5 separate regions of the Mus musculus genome follow, and regions 1, 2, 4 and 5 are each linked to region 3. A link is a contact called in public HiCAR-type, HiChIP or PLAC-seq and promoter capture Hi-C data. All regions are on one chromosome and are shown on one strand. The core of a region is the stretch at or near the end of the contact, and the rest is flanking DNA. Distances in the headings are between cores, read along the strand shown.

Region 1 (2,981 bases), core at 377-2,876, 610 kb before region 3:
TAAGGTTAGCATTGCATCCAGCACGGAATCCAGAGATACTATCTCTGGATGTCTGGATAGTTTTATGTTCAAGCTTAGCAGATCCTTCAACAAGTAGAGACTGTTTCAATCTGCCCAGCCCTGCTTTCGGTTTCCCAGATTTCCTGGACTTTGGGTAAGAGCATGTGACTACATTCTAGGCCAAGGAAATGAAGACAGAAGTGATGGAAGCGACTTCTGAATCTGAGGCTAAATTCTAGTGTGACTTTTCATCCTCCTTTCTTTCCTGGTCCACTGCCTGGATATAGAAGATGGAGGGGTCCAGAATAACAAGAGAAAGGGGGCCTGAATACCAGTCACTATGCAATAAAAAGCACAAAGCCAGGCATGATAACACAGGCTTTTAGGCCTAACATTCAAGAAACAGGCCAATCTCTATGAGTTCAAATCCAGGCTGATCTACATACTGAGATCCATAAACATATGGCTACATAAACAGGTGACGCCCTTTCTAAAGAAAATAATTTTTTAAAAAGGAGACTAGTACAGAAATCACAGGATTGTGTTACATAAGAAACAACTTTCTTTAAAAGATTTATTTTTATTTTATGTGCATGAGTGTTTTATGCACACCAAACTCATACCTGGTGCCCAAGCAGGCCAGAAGAGGATGCCAAGTCTCCTAAAACTAGAGCTACAGATGCTTGTAAGCCACCGTGTGGGTGAGCCCCACGTGGATGAGACAACTCTCTACAACCCCCACCCCCACTAAACTGTTATTACTTCAAGCAAAGATATTTTGCTCTTTGTCTGTCTATCTGAACCATGAAGTTTGCCGTTCAGGAAATGTTTCTCCTCTTTTTCTTCTATCAGTAGAATATGCTCTATATTCAACACAGGAAAAGGGATGGGAGTGGGGATGGATGGCGTTTCAGCCCTGGGTGATATAATAGAACTCACTGTCCATGGGGGTTGTAGGAGCTGAAGAGGTAACTTTTTCAGGAGTGCAGTATCCCACTCCTGGAATGGGTTAACAAGAAAAAGCAAGGTTTGCAGGCACAGGAGCTTTTTCCCCTCTTTTTCCTTCTAAAAACCACATTGAAGGTTAACTGAAGGAGAAAAACCGCACCCTCCAGTACAGTGTTTCTAAAAGGCCACTGAGAAAAGGAACAGCGGAGCCCTCCCGGGAGTCCTAGCTCCCACCTCCGCCCTTAGACAATGCCTGAAAACAGCTTGTTTTAAGAAGCACCAACCACAAGAAAATAGAAAGAAGGAGACTCTGGAGAGCAAACGCAAGAGACTTGAGGCGACGCGGGTGGGGTGTCTCCCGCGAGCAGGGCTGCAGCAGAGCGCGCGTGCTCGCCCGCACACCCACAACCCTACACCACACATACATTCAACAAAACCCCAAGTCCTTCCCCGCTGCCCCCCCCCCCACGCCCTTCCCGCGGGGTGAGCAGCAGGCTCCTGGGTACTAGGAAAAGGAGATATATCAAGAAAAGAGACCACCGGGAGCTGGTGCCTGCCACCCTCCACGCGGGATCGCAACGGGTTAGGAACGCGGGCCGAGAAGGGCGGAGCCCCAGGCAGCCTGGAGATGCTGAGCGCCCCCCAGCCCCCGCGCGCGCTGGCCACGCCCTCCGCGCGGGCTGGCCACGCCCTCGTTGCGGCGGGCGAGAGGCGGGGCGGGGCGCGGTGTATATAAGACGAGGGGCGGGCGCCGCTCTTTTGTCTCTTGCTGCAGCAACGAGAGTGGGAGCACCTGGAGCGCGAGCTCGGAAGGAGAATCCACGGTAAGGCACAGCGCCGGCCTTGGGGCCTACCCTGGGTGGGGTCGGGCCAGTTTATGGCTGGCGGGCGCGTTCCCCTTCGGTTGCAACAGGCGACCCGGCGGTTTGGAATCTTCTGGGGCTAGCAGGCCACGCCCTGGGGCTTCGGAGGGAGGGTGTGGTGGACGAGTCTAGGATCCTCGGCCTCCGGGCTGCGGGAACGCCCAGGACTGGGAATGCCACGTTGAGAGGCGTTCGCGGAAGGCGCGGGATCCAGGACGCGCTGGTCACCCCCAAGCCCCTGGCCACCCATTATCACCTTGTTTCGCCCATCAGAGTTGTAAGAAAATGGCAGACAAGCCGGACATGGGGGAAATCGCCAGCTTCGATAAGGCCAAGCTGAAGAAAACCGAGACGCAGGAGAAGAACACCCTGCCGACCAAAGAGAGTAAGTGTGCCCCGGGTTCCCACCCCAGCGCTCCTCCCTTCCCTGCTGTGCCAGCCCGGCACCCCCACCCCCATCCGGCCACTATCTTCCCACCCCGAATCTAAGGCCACAGCCACCCTTCCAGTCACACAAAGCACTTTGTCTCTTCCAAACCCCTTCTCTGTCCGCAGGCCTCGTGGGTGCCTCACCCACACCAGGTTTGTGGGTTGGGTATGGGGGGCTGTAAGGTAGCTCCAATGACCACATCCCTCCCTTCGCAGCCATTGAACAGGAAAAGAGGAGTGAAATCTCCTAAAAGCCTAGGAAGATTTCCCCACCCCACCCCACCCCGCCCCATCATCTCCAAGACCCCCTCGTGATGTGGAGGAAGAGCCACCTGCAAGATGGACGCGAGCCACAAGCTGCACTGTGAAACCCGGGCACTCCGAGCCGATGCCACCGGCCCGCGGGTCTCTGAAGGGGACCCCTCCACTAATCGGACTGCCAAATTTCACCGGTTTGCCCTGGGATATTATAGAAAATTATTTGTATGATTGATGAAAATAAAAACACCTCGTGGCATGGTTGGCGTGGTCTGAATTTTTTAGTTGAGTATGCGTGGGCAGAGCGGTCTGGGAGTGAGTTGTGCCGCAGGGAGAGAGGAGGGGACGTGGTAGAATGGGTGAGGAGGATGTATCGTTTTTATTTTTGTTTTACGTGCTTCTCGACATGCGGTTTCCTGGGTTCTCAGTTGCTTCGCCCTTAATGCGATCCATGTCAATTTTAACCCCATTTTGAAAAATGCT
Region 2 (2,862 bases), core at 288-2,787, 800 kb after region 3:
TAAGTTGAGATAGTCTAAAGAAAACAGTCTTATTACTATTTAAACTTATGCCTGGTATGTACATTACTCGTTTAACGTTTCCATTATTTTAAATAATAAGTGTCATTGCTAAGAATGTAATGTCAATTTCTCCTCTAGTAAAGTACCCCTCTTAAAAAAAAAAAAAAAAAAGAACACGCACCGGAAAATGGCAACGTTAATTAGACTGGCTTGACAGCTACACTTCCATAAGTGAACTAAAGGTTTAGAAGGACAAGTTTGAGTGCTGTAGAAACAGTGCTTCTCAAAGGTCAAGGCACATTCTAACCACTCGGGATAGTCATAATTTAAATCTGATTTAGTAGGTCTGGAATGGGACCCCACAAGTGCTATGTGCTGGGAGCTGGTACTGTTGGTGCGACTACTGGTGGTCAGTAATAAGGCTGGGTGTGTAAAGAATGCACCTTCACGCTGGGCGGTGGTGGCGCATGCCTTTAATCCCAGCACTTGGGAGGCAGAGGCAGGCGGATTTCTGAGTTCGAGGCCAGCCTGGTCTACAAAGAGAGTTCCAGGACAGCCAGGTCTACACAGAGAAACCCTGTCTCGAAAAAAACAAAAACAAAACAAAAAAAAGAATGCACCTTCACTACCACTACTAGCTCAAACTTCACATCCTTCAATGGTCAATTACTGCGGTAGCACTCTTCCTACTTGACATAGGAGAAGTCTCGGACAAGTTTTTCGAGATCAGAGAGCCGAGACGTCTAAAAGTAGGACTCAAACTTAGGCGGCTGATACTTGGTTTCTAAAATAACTCAATTGATAGGCAGATCTAAGGATTCAGAGTAGGATCCGAACTGTTTTCGGTAGCATCCTTATGGGTAGGGCCTGAGAGAACTGAGCTTCTAGAATAAACACAAGTCGGGCTTCCCTGCACACAGAGGAGAGCGAGAAAAGGACCTGCCTGGCAGGTGCCTGGACTTTTTGGGGGCTCCGACCCGGTTCACCGCACACAACCTTCCGGTCTAGGGCAAGTCCTCCGGGTGGTCTGCAGGCCGGCGCGGGGGCGGGGCTTGCGCAGGAGAAAGGTTCCGGGCGGCCCGTACCACCGCGCGCAGGGGAGAGAGTGCTTCCTCGGGGCCCGGCGGCGTGGCGCCTCCAGCGCCTGGGGGCGAGGCCGAGGTGCTCCTAACCAGGCCCTACACACCCGGGTCGGACGCCGAGCGGCCAAGGCGCGCTTCTCCTCACATCCCAATCCTAAACTCTTCCCTCGGCCCCTCGGCAGAGTGGAAGGCCCCGGAAATAGGGGCCAGCCTGAGAGCGCAGCTGGCTGTTCCCACCTCCGCTGCGGAGCTTCCCCGGTCGCTGGCCCTTACCAGCTCTTTGGGAGGCTTCTCCTGGGTTTTTCCAAAGAGTCCCATGATGAACTGAACTCCTCTTACCCCTTCCGACTTTCCGTTCCCTGCGCCCAGGCAGGTCACGGGCAGCCGCCTGGGCGGGGCTGGGAGGAAGGGAATCAGACGCCCAGAGAAGGGCGCGGCGGCAGCAGGGCTAGTACGCACGCGCGCGGCGCAGGCGCAGAGTTAAGTTGGGTGGGGTTCTACAGTGTGGATGACACCATTGCTCATAAGGGAGCTTAAGTGAAGTATAGAAGTAACTCTTAAGATATTTATTGCCTACACCCAAAACCTGTCAGCTAGCCCAGAAATATATATCTCAACGCTGTCACGCATATTTACAACCACTTCCCAGATATTTGTGGATGGGTTTCTCTTTGGGTCCGTAGTCACCTCACAGACTGCAAATCTACACACCTACTCGAAAACTTGACATCGCCTTCTTTCCCCTTTGTAGGAAGTCTTAAAAGTTCTAGCAGTGATCTTATGCTGAAGCTGGAGAAGAAGGGATTGATTCAACAGATTATAACATTTGTTTCGCTTGTAAGATTAAGGTTAAACAGACCTGCACGAGTCAGCTGAAACTAACTTTTAAAGAAGAGATAACAAAAGACTTGCATTCTGCACACATTAAAGAAATGGATTCATAGACAAGGAACTGTGCAAGGAAACTTGGGCCCCTGGAAGAACAGGAAGCCACTTCTACAGCCTCATCTTACCTTTAAAAAACAAACACCGGGGAAATCTTTTTTAAAAAAAACCCTATTTTCTTTACTGAAACTTTAATGATAAACATAAATATTCTCTAATGGAACAGAGGCAACCTGGGTCCATTGTCTATTCCCTCTGGGAAGGAACCAGTTAGTATATCTTACAGTTAAGTCTGCATATGTTCTGGCTTTCATATCATAGCTTTCTATAAATTGTAATATGGCCACTGGCTGGGTGGAGAGGAAATCAGACTCCTAATTTTCTTTATTATTTTTAAAATGTTATTGTTGGAGAATTTCATTCATGAATGTGATATGTTGTCCACATCCATTCCTCTGACTCTTCCCTTGGCCTTTACTGATTTTTGTTTCCTAATCTCTTTTAAAACACAAAGGAACTAAACTGGCATACTTATGGCACCTGCCATCCACTTTGCCCATTTTAATTCACACTTTCACCCGGGTGGGCACCAGGTACGAACATGAAGCGTTCTGTGCCTGGCTGTGCTGCGTCTTCAGGTGGATGCTGAATTCCTTCTGAGCTTTGGCCTTCCTTGTGTTTTGTCAATGGTCCATTGGTTTATTCTGAACTGGTTGGATACCCTGTTATTTTGTTCTCATGCAGAGGGAGGGTTTGTTTACTTTTGTTTGTTTTCAGAGTATTTGTTTATTTGCTACCAAGCCAGCCCTTTCCTCCTACCACTCCAACAACTAATTCTCCTTGCTTTTAGCAAACTTGCCTCTTTTAATTTAGAAAGTCTGATCATAAAGACACT
Region 3 (2,740 bases), core at 116-2,615:
CCTGATAGACAATAACTGAAGTGACCTCGCCACTGTCCGCCTCATAGTCTAAACAGAAGAGCTGGCGGCCAGGAGGCTCTAGCTCGGAGCTTCCACTACTGCTGCTTTCACTGGCTTCCTCACAGTCTGGGTTCACGGGGTGGGTGGAGCCATCTGTAAGGGCAAACCAGAGTGAGAGGGAAGAGGGGGTATGCTGCTAAAACCCCTGCCCACAGAAATGATCAGAAAAACAGCACCAAGAAAGCCTCCAAGCTTCCAACAGACCCTGGGTGTGTATGTGTGTGTGTGTGTGTTATGTATGTAGCTGTCAATCAGGATTTTAACTTCTTCCCTCCACTCCAGCACAATCTGTTAAAAAGTAAGTATAAGCTGCATATGTCTCCTGCAAATATCACTGGAAGCTGCTGAAAGGATGGACAGAGCTCTGCCTCAGTTCAAATCCAGGCTCTGCCATTTACTAGGTCTGTGATGTTGGACACCTTATTCACCTCTCTGGCTAGGGAAACAGACATAAGAGTCCTCAGCTTAACAGCGTCCTACGGACTCAATAATGTACTCAAGATCTAACCCCTCTGTAAAGAACAGCCCACAAACTTAGTGTCATATGTTAGTCAACATGAGTTCATGGTCACAGAAAGCCCAAGAAAAGGCCATTTACTGGGTTTGTTTCATTTTATGTACTGATCTTTCTTTTCTTTTCTTTTTTTTTAAATCCCTGCCACACTTTCTCTTCCAGGTGGCAGAAATATTAAAACCCAGCCTGATAGATCACACTGGTGGACAGCGTTTCCTGGCCGGGTCCCAGCTACCTTATATAACAGTGCAGTTTAACTGGGGTCACTGGCCCAGGGGGCGCTGCTATTGATGCAGTGGCTGCTGTAAGGGCCAGGTGGGCAGGAGCCCTGACGCAGAGAGAGGGGCTTGCCCGGGGGCGGGACCGCGGGCGGGCGGGCGACAGGCGGCGGCTCACCTCGGTGGCGCGGCAGGTACACTTGTAGGTCTGGCTTGCGGGGCCGCGTGGGCGCGGGCGTGTGGCGCCTCCTCGCCTTCTCCTTGGCCGCCTGCTTCACCTTCTTGTCGTAGTCGTCCCTGCGGGGAGCCGAGCGGGAGTCAGGCGCTGTCACCCGGCCGAATCGGGCCGGGCCGGGCCTGGGGCGGGGCGGTACCGATCGAGCTGGTTCCGACGGATGTGGTGTACGAAGCCGTGGCTCATGTCCAGACGCCCGCCGGGCTTGCAGCACAACCCCGGCCCGTGATCCTGGGCCGCCTCCATTCGTATGCTGGGTACAGAACCGCCGTAACCGCCACAACTGCCGCGGAATTAGGGCCTTCGGCTGCGGACCATGACTTCCGGCCGCCGACCTCGGCTTCCGGCTCCGATGCCCTTTTTCCGGTTGCGTAGGGCCAGGCGCAGCGGAGCAGAGATGCTTTCGAAATTTGAGAACCTTCATCTGTGAGCGCCCGTAGAGCTGGAGGTCCTCTTACTTTGTGGTATCACCTGAACGAAAGAAGGAGTATATATAGCTAATACCAGGAAATTATTTTTAAAAATTCGAGTCATCCACGAATACTGAAAATGCATTCTATTAGTCTAGAGATGTTGACTTTCTTTTCCTAGCCCTTTAGTATAATAAACTTCACTATGAGATCATATGCGTGTGTCTATGTGTTGTGTGTATCTACTTTGCTCCTGTCTTTAAAGCTAGATTCTGCTCATGAGAAATATTTTGTCATCTCCATCACCTCTGCTCCATCTTCTTTTAGACCCCCTCCTTGCCTCCTATAGTTCTCTCCCCTTCTCTCCCCTCTTACACACACACACACACACACACACACACACACACACACATACACACTTAAAATCTAGGTCCTACATATGGGAAAAACATGCAATATTGGTGATTACTCTTTCTAAATTATACTGAATTCGCTTAACATCTTTAGGTTCACCATTTCCCTACAAATGACATTTCTTTATGGCAGAATTAAAGAAGACATGTTAATATATGCCACTTGGTTGACTCTTTAATCTAAATGTGCCTAGGTTTCCTTAATTTTGTTTTTGTAGTGTGTGTGTATAGGCAAGAGGACGACACTGGGTGCTCTTGTCTGTATTCTCTACCTGTTCCTTTGAGATAGGGCCTCTCACTTAACCTGTAATTCAGCTGACAGCCACCAAGCCCTAGTGGTCCTCCTGTCTCCATTTCCCACATGGCTAGGACTATAGGCATGAGCCCACTGTCAGCTTTTTCCACGGGTGCTGGAGTTTTGGACTCATGCTTGGACAGTAAGCTTTCTCACCAATTGAGCCAATCTCCTCCGTTTGTTTGCTTATTAGTGGACATACTAAAAACATCTGTCTCTGATAGGCAATGAGGCAGACAAGTGCTCACGTAGGTAAGTTTTCCCCACCCATACCCAGTCCCTATTTCAGCCACATTGGAGCTGCACTGCTGGTGTCCAGACCACTTGCTTAACTGACCATGAGAGGAACCAAGGCTTTTGAGGGTCTAATAGTGCATAGCCTTCTCTTGTTTCTTTCCTTCTGGCATGTAGCCTAGGATAGTCTTGAATTAACTATGTAGCTCAGTTGGCCTTAAACTTTGGGATTTGTTTTGCCTGATCCTGAGAGTATAGCTTTCCAAGTTTTCAGTTTAAAATGTAAACATCAGAAACTTATTAGAGCAGTGACAGAATCAAGTGCATCTGCTTGATGGAATTGTTATATTGAAAGTAAAGG
Region 4 (3,124 bases), core at 147-2,646, 850 kb after region 3:
ATGATGTTTTACCCTCCTGGTAGCTTGTTTTTATTGTGGATGCAGATGCTGCTATTTACAGACTATGTTTTGTAATTTTTCCTTTCTCTATAATCAATTTCAACTGACGTTCCTGAATTCTGGGACAAATGATTCAATTTAATGATTTTTTTTTAAAGCTACACTTTCAAACTGTCATTTCCAAAGAGCCTTTGGAACACACCAATACACCTAACAGTTGTCTTTTCCAAACCGAGATTTACATATTTATTTAGAAAACGTAGACAAAGATGACCTGGGCAGCTCTCTGGAGCAGTCTGTTTAACCATTCTGGGGACCGCCTAATTCTGGGGAGTGGGTAAGAGCCAGGACAGTGGAGGCGACCTCCAGGAGCCCAGCACTTGCCTGACTTCTCCACCAGCTCCCGAACATCTTTCTTCTCCGGCAGCCCGGAGTAGCCCAGCCCTCGACACTCCAGAATGGTCTTCAGCTTCTTGAAGCTCAATGCCACCGGATCCACCAGCTGAGTAGCAAAGATGCCAGTCTCGTACCACACAATGGCCTCAAAAAACCTGGCCAGGACGAACAGGACCAGGAAATACAGGAGCAAGAAAAACAGCTTCAGCCACATCTTCGCCCTCTTGGCGTCGCCAGGAGCCGGGACGCCGTGGACAAGGGAAGGGGATCGAGTGCGGGGCGACAGAGCGCAGCCTGGGCGAGGGCAGCGAGGGCGCGCGGCGGTCACCGGCGGGCCATCCCCGCGGGGAGGCAGGTGGATCGCGGCGTGCGTGCGACTGAGAGCCCCGGCTCTGGCCTTGCGGTCAGGAGCTGAGAAAGGGAGAAGGGGGGACGTTCAAACGCACCCCACCCATCGAGCTGCGGACGGCTGGAAGAGGGCAAGAGCCCACCTGGGGTGACCGGGAGGCAGCTCCGAGGGACTGCGGGCCAGCGGAGGGCGGTTGGGGCCGGACTGAGTGGTCCAGAGGGCGCGGTACTCGGCTGGGCCAGGCCCGGGGCCCGGCGCGCCCAGCGCGGGTTGGAGTGACCGCCGCAGCGCCGCGCCGAACGCCCAGGCTTCAGGCCCCGGCGGCCGCCCAGGCCTGGCGGCAGCTCCAGGTTCCCGCGGGCGGCGCCTATCAGGCCCCGCGGCCCGCGAGGGGGCGTCGCGGCGGCTCCCGCTGAGGAGGAGCGCGAGACGACAGTCGTGAAGGGAGGAAAAAAAGAGGAAAAAGCAAATAACGCTAGGCCCCAACGCGGCTCTCCCGGGCGGCTTCCTGTCAGCTGCGTAGCCGCGCGGTGCCCAGCCCCGTGCGGACGCGCCGCGCCAACCGCGGCCACCGTCCCTGCCGCCTCTGCAGGCCGCGGCCGTCGCCCCCAGAGCACTGGACCCGCTGTAGCCGCGGCCCCAGTCAAGACATAACAACTGACGTCGGCATCGGGGCGGGGTCTCGGCAGGGGCGGGGTTAGAAGCCGCGGGGTGCAAGGGGAGAGAGGGGCTGCGGGAGGCTGGGCTGGGTAAACCTTCCGAGTTACTGTGCTCTCGCGGTCCCAGCCCTCTGATGCGCTGATGTTTAGTCACTGATTTCAGTCCCAGGATTGGACATTGGACCCTGCGACACTGTGCACCTTTGTGCTGAGCGTGAAAAATAAAGGCTGCTAAAAGATGTTCGTTTTTGTTTGTGGTTTTTGTTTTGTTTTGAGACACTGCCTTATTAAATAGTCCTGGCCCGCCTGGAACCGCTCTGAACACCAAGCGGGCCTCAGAATTCAGAGATTGCCTGCCAGGCATGGAAGTGCTGGGATTAAAACCGTGCACCGCCGGGCGTGGTGGCGCACGCCTTTAATCCCAGCACTCGGGAGGCAGAGGCAGGCGGATTTCTGAGTTCGAGGCCAGCTTGGTCTACAGAGTGAGTTCCAGGACAGCCAGGGCTACACAGAGAAACCCTGTCTCGAAAACCCAAAAAAAAAAAAAAAAAAAAAAAAAAAACCGTGCACCACCACACCCACCCAAATCATCAAGATCTGTAAAAATCAGAATCTGTGTTTTAAGTCCAGTCCCTGTCAACCGCGGATGCTTTTGGGTTTTTCTTTTGTTTAGTTTTTTGTTCGGGGTGGGGTGGGGGGGAGGGGTGGCACAGCTGGCTTGAGGTGCTTGAGGTGAAACTCTGAAAACAGATGTTTTTCTACCTTTGCTTTAGAATGCGATTTTCACATGTGTGTTGGAGGAGGTATGGCCAAAAAGAATTTTAGTATGTGATCCAGTTGTGGCTAGTCTCCTAGAGGGTTAAAAAGTAGACAATGAAGGTCTGAGTTGTCAGGACAAAAGTTGTTAGGTGTGGTTAGGTCCAGGTGCAAAGGTCTGTGTGTTTTAGCCAGCCAGAAGAACTCATATAAAATGAGTTTGACAGGCAAGCGTATGGTACCTGGTTCCGTGTTTATTTAACTCTAGCAGGGTCATGTTCTCTCTCTCTCTCTCTCTCTCTCTCTCTCTCTCTCTCTCTCTCTGTCTTTCTCCCTCTCTCTGTCTTTCTCCCCCACTCTGTCTCTCTCTCTCTGTTTCTGTGTGTGTGTGTGTGTGTGTGTGTGTGTGTGTACGCGCGTGTGTGTGCATGTGTGCGTGTGTGTGAGTCTTCTTGATCAGGAAAACAAGTAGGAATTCCAGGTGAAATGTTAGCCAGCAAGGAAAAGCATGAACAACCCTAAACCAGGGGTGAAATTTTTAGGGAGAGAGTGTGACCCTCAATCAGGGAGCAAATGAGCCATGGAAAACAAAGAATGGATCATAAAATGTAGACAAAGGATAGTACCCCTTTATAACGCAGTTAACAAAGGCATCTCGGTGTACAGCTAGTGGAGGAGCTAGGAAGGAAGAAGCCTAGGAGCAGGGTGGGCAGGAATGTACAGCTTCAGACTTACAGAACAGTGTGGTGGTTTTCCAGGGCAGCAGACCACGTGGAGACTGTATTAAACTGTTCCTGCTGACAGACTTGGCTCTGTAATTTCAGCATTCTTGATTTCACAGTATAGCACTGTTATATGGTGGCATTGCTAGTCAAGTCTAAACACATAAATGATATGCCTTGCCTCGAAGGAATGCATTTTAGTAATAATAGACTCTGTCAATACACAGAGGCAATAACAGAAA
Region 5 (2,882 bases), core at 207-2,706, 910 kb after region 3:
TACAAAGGAAGAGGGCCCTTTCTTCTTTTGGATGCCTGAGTATTTTCACAAAATGGATGGTAGCTAGAAAACCTTTTGAGGAGAATGGCAAGATTGATGGAGCTAAAAGGTTTTTTATTTTCGAGAAGTAGGAATCAGGGCCATCTGCCAAGAAAGAGGACTAAAAGCAAATGGCGTGATGAGGGACAGAAAGGAGCCCTGAAATACCATCAGCTGAACTTCCAAATATCCAGGACCACTAAAGGCCATCATATATAACCACCCGCCCACTAGCTGCCACATTATAAAAACGGAAATTGAACTTTAAAAAGGTTACCACCTGAATTAAAGGAAAAGAAAGACTGTCCACCAGGGTGCTGGCTGTGTTCTAGAAACAAACAGGCCACAACAAAAGGGGTTACCCTTCATAGTATTACTTAAGTGGTGCAACCAAAACAAGCAAAACTCCAAACAATTATTATTTTAGACTTTGACAAGTGATGTGTGAGAGAAAAAAAAAATTGTGCTGTAAGAGATACAATGAATTGATGGAGAAAATTCGGGGAGGCAGAGGTGATACAACCATGGTGGAAGTAGGAATGCTATGAGCAGGCAAGCAAGCTGGCAACTGCAGGCCCAGGAAGGCGGACTCTCCCAGGCCCAGGCTGTGAGGCAGGGACTTGACGAAAAGCTAGTAGGGTAGAAGCCTGGTGAGCAAGAGGGCACAGGCCAAGGCCAGAACCCCGTGGTAAACCAGGGCAAAAGCCCTACGCCAAGGTAAGGGCAAGGAGCAAGGGCCAGGTTGCTCAGCTCGCCCACGCGTGTTCGTGACCGCCGCCAAGATGCCCAGCACGTGGACAAGGCGACAGGGAAGGCCACTTGCAGGCCGAGGGGCGTCAAGAACGAGCCAACGCTGGGCGCGGGCCATCCCTCTAAGAGCTACCACCTTCCATCGGGTTAGTGACCCCGCCCGGGCCCTCCGCCACTAGGCGGCCAGACAGACATCCTTTGGCCCCGGAGGTGGGCCTCTCAGTCGAAACTCCGGCCAAAATTCCATGCGGAGAAAACACAAATTGCAATCAGGGCGAAATCCTGGAGAAAACAGCCCCGTTAATTGCTGTCATGTTTCCCCTCGCGGCTTCCCAGTAGAAGCGCCAAGCTCCGCTCTTCAAGCCAACCCCCCTCCAACAGCGAGCGCATTGGTTTGGCTCCTCAGTCTGGATTGGCTGAAGTTTTACGCCTCGGCCCAGGATTGGAGGATGTTTGTCTCGCTCCTAACCCCCGCGTCGATTGGTCACTCTTCTGCTTCTGGGCGGAGCATCCGGGGACGGTTTCCACCCTCTTGTTTACCGGCCGCGTAGTTGACGCTATCGCTAAAGTTCCCTGTTCAGCTGCGCGGGCCAATTGCGTCGCTCGCCCCGCCCTCGCCCCGCCCTCGCCGCGCTCCCTCACGGCCTCCCGCGTGGTACGGCCCACACCTTCAGAACGCCCGCGCGCCCTCCGCCCGTGCTCGCCCGCTGCTTCCCCCTGACCCCTCGCCGAGTCCGCGATTGGTACGGCCCGCGCCGCCTCCTCCGCTCGTGAGGGAGGCTCGACCCCCTCCCGGGCCGCGGCTATTGGTGCCGCCCGGGAGAACCAGGTCATCGGCCGGTTCCCGTGAAAACAAAAACAATCGGCGGCGCCGCCGAGGGGCGGCCGAACGCGGCGAGCCAGGGGGGCCCGGGGCGAGACGCGGCGCCGGGTAGGGCGGGCGAGCGAGCGCGAGCGGCGGGGCCGGGGCGCCATGGGGCGGGAGGGCACAGGCTGCGCGGGGCTCCCCCGGCGCCGCGGCTAGCGCGCCCGTCTTGCCTTCGCCTCCCGCGCCGCCCGCTCGCCGCCTTGGGGGAGGAGGAGCAGGACGCGGCCTCGGTGGGGCCCGGGCCGAACCACTGCGGACCCCCGGGCGCCGGGGAGCCGAGCGCCGCGGTCTCCGGCATGGATCAGTGCGTGACGGTGGAGCGCGAGCTGGAGAAGGTGCTGCACAAGTTCTCGGGCTACGGGCAGCTGTGCGAGCGGGGCCTGGAGGAGCTCATCGACTACACCGGCGGCCTCAAGCACGAGATCCTGCAGAGCCACGGTGAGGGCGGGCGCGTGGGCGCGCGGGGGTCGGGGCCCTGCGCTGCGTCTGCTGGTCCCCAGGCCGCGGCGACCCGCCCGGAAACGCGGTGGCCTGGGGCGGGGCTGGGGGTCTTGCGGGGTCCTGCGGGCCGCAGGTGTGCGAGTGATAACGAGGGTCTGCGCAGGACTTTGTCTAGTTTTCGGCCTCGCAGACTTTTCTCCCTGATGGTTCTTAGTTTAACGTTCTTAGCTGTGGGTTGGTTTCTACATCATCGGCTGCTGCAACTTCAGAGTTGGACTGATGTGGGCAGGCAGTTCTTCTAAACTCTTCCTAGGAAGCCGGCCGATTTAAACCATTCAGCGTCCCTGCTGTAGCCTCTGTACAGTCCGACCGGGCAGATGTCGAGTTGCTAGTTACTTACCTAGTCCAGTTTGTACTTGTTAATAATCCTTTCAGAAAACAGCTTTTCCGTAGAAGGTGTTTTGCCTACGTTATTTCATCAGTGGCCCTACGTCTTGTACCACAGATGCCAAGGCTAACTCTGAGAAAGAGTTTTGTGTTTTAAAAATAACACTAAAGGTCTGGTACCTTGGAGCCACAATGCTGACTCTTTCTGAATGAGAGATAAAGGACTTGTAATATTATGGATTTACTCAAGAGTCCGGGCCCTTGTCAGTTTTGTGGGCTGAACAGAAATTAAAGGGATATTTATTAGTCAGGGAGAAATGAGGATGTAGCAGGTGAGATTAAGGCAGTGTTAGCCCTGCCTCTCCTCTCCTTTCCTCTACACCTTTATTTCCCAAAC

What was found. HiCAR-type assays count read pairs that join an accessible place to other places. HiChIP or PLAC-seq counts read pairs in DNA pulled down with a chosen protein or histone mark. Capture Hi-C pulls out chosen DNA fragments and counts their contacts.
Region 1: a FOXA1 HiChIP or PLAC-seq map of pancreatic cancer cells shows a contact between it and region 3. The contact joins the promoter of Tmsb10 here to the promoter of 0610030E20Rik in region 3. A contact is called at or near these places in 2 of 39 promoter capture datasets (cranial neural crest and pre-B cells), 2 of 484 Hi-C or Micro-C datasets (embryonic stem cells and nephron progenitors), 1 of 115 datasets of contacts at active chromatin or transcription factors (pancreatic cancer cells) and 1 of 9 other capture datasets (adipose tissue).
Region 2: a HiCAR-type map of astrocytes shows a contact between it and region 3, with 4 times the contacts expected there. The contact joins the promoter of Chmp3 here to the promoter of 0610030E20Rik in region 3. A contact is called at or near these places in 1 of 39 promoter capture datasets (pre-B cells), 4 of 115 datasets of contacts at active chromatin or transcription factors (astrocytes, double positive thymocytes, microglia and 1 more) and 1 of 9 other capture datasets (liver).
Region 4: a contact with region 3 is called in a promoter capture Hi-C map of liver, with 5 times the contacts expected there. The contact joins the promoter of Rnf103 here to the promoter of 0610030E20Rik in region 3. A contact is called at or near these places in 4 of 39 promoter capture datasets (the C10 cell line, the HPC-7 cell line, liver and 1 more), 1 of 484 Hi-C or Micro-C datasets (CD8 T cells), 2 of 115 datasets of contacts at active chromatin or transcription factors (astrocytes and pancreatic cancer cells) and 2 of 9 other capture datasets (liver and pancreatic islet).
Region 5: a HiCAR-type map of astrocytes shows a contact between it and region 3, with 2.4 times the contacts expected there. The contact joins the promoter of Rmnd5a here to the promoter of 0610030E20Rik in region 3. A contact is called at or near these places in 2 of 39 promoter capture datasets (the C10 cell line and pre-B cells), 1 of 484 Hi-C or Micro-C datasets (CD4 T cells), 3 of 115 datasets of contacts at active chromatin or transcription factors (astrocytes, bone marrow-derived macrophages and thymic regulatory T cells) and 2 of 9 other capture datasets (adipose tissue and liver).

The regions. Positions count from the first base shown.
Region 1 is chr6:72,957,128-72,960,108 of GRCm38.p6, reverse strand. It overlaps Tmsb10 (thymosin, beta 10), which reads left to right and starts at 1,626. Exons shown (of 3, transcript NM_025284.4): 1 at 1,626-1,772; 2 at 2,085-2,196; 3 at 2,457-2,762. The coding sequence starts at 2,097. The coding sequence ends at 2,491.
Region 2 is chr6:71,542,527-71,545,388 of GRCm38.p6, reverse strand. Chmp3 (charged multivesicular body protein 3) reads right to left here and starts at 1,537. Exons shown (of 6, transcript NM_025783.4): 1 at 1,356-1,537. The coding sequence starts at 1,400.
Region 3 is chr6:72,345,942-72,348,681 of GRCm38.p6, reverse strand. 0610030E20Rik (RIKEN cDNA 0610030E20 gene) reads right to left here and starts at 1,365. Exons shown (of 4, transcript NM_026696.1): 1 at 1,167-1,365; 2 at 971-1,089; 3 at 2-153. The coding sequence starts at 1,273.
Region 4 is chr6:71,492,149-71,495,272 of GRCm38.p6, reverse strand. Rnf103 (ring finger protein 103) reads right to left here and starts at 1,396. Exons shown (of 4, transcript NM_009543.3): 1 at 385-1,396. The coding sequence starts at 610.
Region 5 is chr6:71,439,211-71,442,092 of GRCm38.p6, reverse strand. It overlaps Rmnd5a (required for meiotic nuclear division 5 homolog A), which reads left to right and starts at 1,456. Exons shown (of 9, transcript NM_024288.2): 1 at 1,456-2,095. The coding sequence starts at 1,954.